2 separate regions of the Anas platyrhynchos genome follow, and region 1 is linked to region 2. A link is a contact called in public Hi-C data. All regions are on one chromosome and are shown on one strand. Each heading gives the region's core, a stretch centred on a gene start, on an enhancer-like site or on the middle of the called end of the contact. The rest is flanking DNA. Distances are from core to core; before and after follow the strand shown. Region 1 overlaps ABCC3 (ATP binding cassette subfamily C member 3). Region 2 holds the start of ABCC3 (ATP binding cassette subfamily C member 3).

Region 1 (2,700 bases), core at 165-2,664, 39 kb before region 2:
GACTTTCTGGTTCCAGGTTTCTTTACTTCCCTTGCTTAGGATAAGATTTTGCTGGCAATTTTGGGCCACCAGCAACTAGTAAATGGCTTTCCCATCTAATTCCTCTTTGATAAGTACTAAGACATCATGATTTTTATCTGGCCTTACCTTGCAAGAGGCCCAAGGCAGCATAGACTCCAATTCGCATGGATGTGTTGTGCTGAGTCCCGTTTATCACTGGCTCGTTGGTCCAGTCACTGAGCCACACATTGGCCCCAATCGAAGCAGCATTTTGACAGCAGTATAGGAAGCATATAGCTAAAGAGATGACAGGGCTGACAGCCTTCATGTATTGCCAGAACACTGTTAGCTTTACCTGCAAAATCACACCAAAGCTGGTTTGTACAACTTACAGAATCAGAAGTACAGACAGAAAAAAGAATCCTTCAGCAGAGAAACTGCTGAGTTCAAAACTGCCCAAAATCTAACAGACCGCAGAGGGTCTCCATGTCAGGGGGGTAACTTCCTAAACAAGTCAGAAACTTATCTGAAATATTCTTTTCCTCCAATTTGATGAACTGTATTGTGTTAGTTTTGCGGGGTTTTATTTTTTAAGACTGCTAGACAGGGCTGGGAAGAGGTTGATCAAATAGCTGCAAAGGATGGGTAACAAGAACAGCAACCAAGACTTTCAGGCAAAAGCAACTTGTCAGGCATATCCAGCTCAGGACTACTTAAAGGGCCTATTCAGGTCCTATTTTAGGCCTCCATTCAGGTGTCTTCACAATAAGTTCTAAGGTAATGCAAAAAAAAAAAAAAAAAAAAGCAGATAGGCAAAAAGACAGACTCAGGACACAACAATCTCTAAAAAGGCTTAAGGAAAAATAATTTAGAGAACAAGTGTTGCTGATTAGGGACTTTAACAGCTAAAATAATCCACAGAAACAGTCAATGAAATGTCTGTGCTATGAAGCATGTACATCAGACAGTAAACAGGACATGCTGAGTGGTAGGACACCTTCTGAAGTGGCTGAAGTTGTAGGAAGGGGCTTTCTTTGACAAGATCACCCTGTTCCTTTTTCATCCACTCCTTCCTGTCCCTGGATTTTATGTCTTTATTCCTATCTTCTTTTTTTCCCTTTTCCTCTCTTTTTTCTCTATTCCTGTTTTACTCGCTGGCCCTGCTCGCGGAGAGTGCAGCCCATTTTGTACCCATGAGCATAAACTGCTCCTGAGGATGGTGTGGCAGGTTGGCAGGTATCGTTTAGACAGAACAGATCCACTGGCACGCAGCAGGCAGCTGGCTCGTAGAACCCACTGCTGCAGGTCATCAAATACCCAGTGCTGCAGCTGGACTTGCACAGCAGCCAAACAGGTTAAAGACCAACAGTGCTGAAAGCTCTGCAACGTAAGGACAGAGCTGACAGAGTGCAGTGCTATGCAGTATCAGGTGACTGTGGCAGGAGCTGGAAAGAAAAGAATCCCTTCCTAACTACACAGCCTTTGCCAGGTGCAGAACTCCCTGCCAAAAGCCCTAATTTGAAGGATCAGTGGCCACCAGATTAATTCCTAAAACGTGCTGTCATAATTTATACAATGCATTTAGCAGAACTGGATCAAATGTAAAAGTAAAAAAGATATTTTTTCAAGCAGGAAAAAAAGGAAAAGGAAGGGGGAAAATCACACTATACCGTTCCCGTTTCAGTGGTTTCTGCCTGAATAAGTTTCTCGTTAGGATTTTTTCTTGGCAGAGGAGGCTCAGCTGGCTTCTTTTCACAGACTCTCCGTTTCGTTGACATTTTGTTGGGACATTCTCCTCCCTCAGAAGATATTACACTAAGTTGCCTAGTCAAAACAATAGAGTCATTAGGAGAAAGAGGGCATATTGTGGCTGTGCTAAAGCAAGAATGGGATGCAGCAGACTGGACTTCATCCCAGCTCTTTTGCTCTGTTCCCATGCCAGCCTCACTTGCAGATATGGGTGTATGTAGGATCCTCATGCATGTATTCAGTAATGCCAGAACTATAGCTCCTAACAAAGGCTGGACACTTTGATACAGGGCATTAGAGTCCTCATTGCAAAACAGGCTTTTCAAAGCTAACCCCCGAGTTTCTGTTTTCACATCAACAGTAACTGGAGAGTGTTCCAAGGGTATGGTTATTAAAAAAGTTGCTTTAAGAAGTTGGTTCAATTTGGATTAAAAAGAAGATTGCAGGAACAGTTGTTTGATCTTTGCTTGTTCTTTCACATTTACTTTCAAAAGGACTCTAAAACAATTTATTTTTAAGAGGAAACGAAGTCGCAGACTGAGAGACAGTATTTGATTAACATCTTTCAGATGTGTTTTACCCCAGATACAGATTACAAACACAAGAGGACTTCATGTTTACCTAAGGAACTGTTTGCGGGCCTCGTTCGTCACAGGTTCGTTATCTGCCAGATCGGTGTGGATGCTGAGGGTGTCTTCAGCTAGCAGGACCTCTTCCTCTTCCACCACTGCAAGACAAGATTGCATCTCAGAGTTTCTGCTGAGTAAAGCAGAAAGCAGGGAAACAAGTGGCCAGGCAAAGCAAGGGTAACGAAAATCAATAGCATAGCAGGAAAATCATAGTACATAATCCCATCATTAATCACCCCCAGTGGCAGTAGTCACATCCCTTTGGTGCATCACTTTACTAAATTGCAGAGGTCTTGTGAGGTAGATTGGTGACCAAATGCAT
Region 2 (2,726 bases), core at 148-2,647:
AACATTTTACATTACTGTATCAATAAATAGTTATCAAAAGTTTTCAGCACCAATAGAAGTTGAAGCAAGCCTTCCTTGAGAAGCTAAGGCAAACTTCTTGCAGTCAATAGCTAGCAAGCAGTGTTGGTCTGTTTGTGCTTGTTCCTGTTTTATAAGTGTTTATAGTAGAAATAAGAGCTGAAAATACTTGTTTGAGCAAGCTTATCCGCCAAGCGCTGTAGCAGTAAGCGTGCAGAGTGCTTGGCAAGGAAATATGAGATTGAACAAAAAATGTAACCAATGGCTCAGGACCTAAGTCCTCTTTTTAAAATGCAATGTTGACAGAGATTTTAACAGATAATTAGTTATCTGAAGACAAAGCTCAGCATTAAGTCTTCAGAGCCAACTACTTGTTGCTCTTGTGTTGCTCTTTAATACCTTCCTAGCAGTTATTAAGAAGAGCTTCATCGCCAGCCACTCCTTCTCATTCCTGCTGGTCTTTTGTTGGAAAAAATCCCTCTCGAGTTAAGTCAACTTAAGACAAACTAACATGCAAAAAAACGTGATTTATTGAAAGGCAGCTCCAAGTTCTCCACACATGCTCAAATCCCCATGACTTCGTAAGGTCTGCCTGCACGGAACAGGAGAGAAACAACAGCACGCTGTTACTGGACCGCGGAGCAACGCTGCACCGAGCACTTGCAGCAGCCAGCAGGCACACACGGCTACAGCAGCACTTCCCAAACTTTCCTGCTTGCAGCCCCAGCACCTGCTCCAAGCCCCTTTCCAAAGGGCTGAAGGCTCCAGTCTCTAACTCAAGCCACCGCCAGCCTTGGGATTAGCTGCCAGGAGCCCACCACCCTCCAGCAACGGGGCGCTTGGCAGGCAGCACTCTGATGGACATCAGCAATGCCAGCACAGGACCCTCGGAGAAAGCAACGATCGGGAACATCACTATGAAGCCCAGCTGTTGGCAGAGCTGCAAAACAGATTCGCACCCCTTCAACGGAGCCCAAACGAGAGAGCTGTGACCAGCCCCAGCGCTAGGCAAACTCGGCAGGGCAAGCCCACGGAGAGGGGCTGCTGAGGATGCAAAGAGGATGCACCAAAGTCCCGTTGGGAGCCTCCAGGGAGTGCTGCCCACCCCCAGCGGGGACCCCCGAGCCCGCTTCCCGGGGAGCCCCCCTCTCTCCTCAGGGGGGCCGCTGCCAGCCCGGCCCCCGCTCCTCTCCTCGGAGCGCCAGGCGCGCTGCTTACCCAGAAGCGGGACCCGCAGAACACCTCCATGGCCACGGCAGGGGGAACCGAGCCTCTCCTCCTCCTCTTTCTCCTCCTCCAGGCCCACGCCGGACAGCGGGAGAAGCCGGCCCCGGCCTCTCCTGGGCGGGCCGGGGCTCGCCGGGCCCGCACCTCCCCGCCCCCGGCCCTCCCTCGCTCCCTCCCTGGCGGCGGCGGCGGCAGGCGCCATGGCCTCGCCCCGCTGCCCTCGCCCCCTCAGGACGGGAGGCGCCGGCCCGGCCTTTATCGCCTCGGTGAGGCCGCCTCAAGCACCCCTCTGTAGCCATTAGGGCCGGGGAGAAGGTGCCAGGTCTCCCCTCGTGGGCATGTGGCTCTGGGCACTGAAAGGCAGGCGGTGCTGCCAGTGTGGGGCTTCTTGCTCTGTGAGGGTGGCTTCCCCATGGAAGGATCAATCCCCTAGGAAGATGTTTTCTTTGCTCTGTGCCACCTGTGGAGATAAATAGGGTCTGCTCTTGGAGGGGGACACTGGCAATTCCCACATAGCGGGCAGAGATAGGGCTGAGGGGCTTGCACATGTCCCCGGTCACCTAGGGATGTCTGCTGGCCACCTGGGTTTGAGGCTGTCCGTGTCCAGCCATCCAAGCTGCTCAGACCAACATTTACATCTCAGAGACACTCAGTGTCTCTCCTCTAGAAAGGCTTGAAGTGTGGTTACCTCAGCAGCACCACAGATGCGAAGAGAGAGCAGCAAACCCAGGCCCAAGACCTGTGCTTCTGTAGCACAGCCCCTGCCACACAGCTCTGAAACCAAGGGTGCTGGACAAGAAAGAACAGATGGCTGTTCATAAACAGTGTTGTACCCTGAGTCATGGACGTCTGGAATCTCAGGAAAATGGCCTTAGTTCCCTATTTTTTCTGTTTATTTGTTTTTTTTTTTGTTTTTTTTTTTTTTCTTGTATTCCTGCCTGGCTGTAGCCTAGCCTCGCTGGTATCCTGCTAACAGGAATCAGGAGTTCTCCAAGCTACATTTAAGCCTGGCCACTTGTGCAAGTGCCTAAATTATTGTCTATCTGCAGCCACTTCCTTCATGCTGATTGCATCCTCTGTAGACATTAGGCTGAAGCAGTGGCGAGGCTCTATTTTAAAAGCTTCCAGTCAATAAATTTCACATATATGTATAACTAATAGATTTTGTAGTGCACCTTGTACACAACCTGGCTTTTACTTCCTCACAATGAAAGAACACTGTTTGCTTTCCTCTTGGACAGGACTTGTCCTTCAGCATTATTGGCCTTCCAGCACCTGCTGTTTGTTGACCTGCTTCCTGTAGCATCTGGTCCAATATCATCATCTCACTCAAATCTCCCCATTGTCACAAATCTACTTAAATATCTTAAGAGTTCCAGTGTCCATGGTGAAGAACCGTCAATAAGAAGGCTGCCATCAAAAATTTTCAAAAGAGGGAAGAAGAAAGATGAGAAGCCCAGAGTTGCTGTGCACCCCAAATA

The links. Hi-C and Micro-C count contacts between places; a contact is called where the count stands out from the background.
Region 1: a Hi-C map of liver shows a contact between it and region 2, with 2.4 times the contacts expected there. The contact joins the enhancer-like site here to the promoter of ABCC3 in region 2. A contact is called at or near these places in 2 of 8 Hi-C or Micro-C datasets (liver and skeletal muscle).

Annotation. Positions count from the first base shown.
Region 1 is chr19:4,156,380-4,159,079 of IASCAAS_PekinDuck_T2T, reverse strand. It overlaps ABCC3 (ATP binding cassette subfamily C member 3), which reads right to left. Exons shown (of 31, transcript XM_027471310.3): 20 at 2,371-2,476; 21 at 1,671-1,824; 22 at 148-355. Among named protein-coding and RNA genes, the nearest start is that of ANKRD40, 19 kb to the left of the region's middle. Within about 2 kb of position 1,414, at least 2 of the 8 cell types and tissues checked have an H3K27ac peak or open chromatin away from gene starts, as enhancers often do.
Region 2 is chr19:4,117,301-4,120,026 of IASCAAS_PekinDuck_T2T, reverse strand. ABCC3 (ATP binding cassette subfamily C member 3) reads right to left here and starts at 1,397. Exons shown (of 31, transcript XM_027471310.3): 1 at 1,237-1,397. The coding sequence starts at 1,266.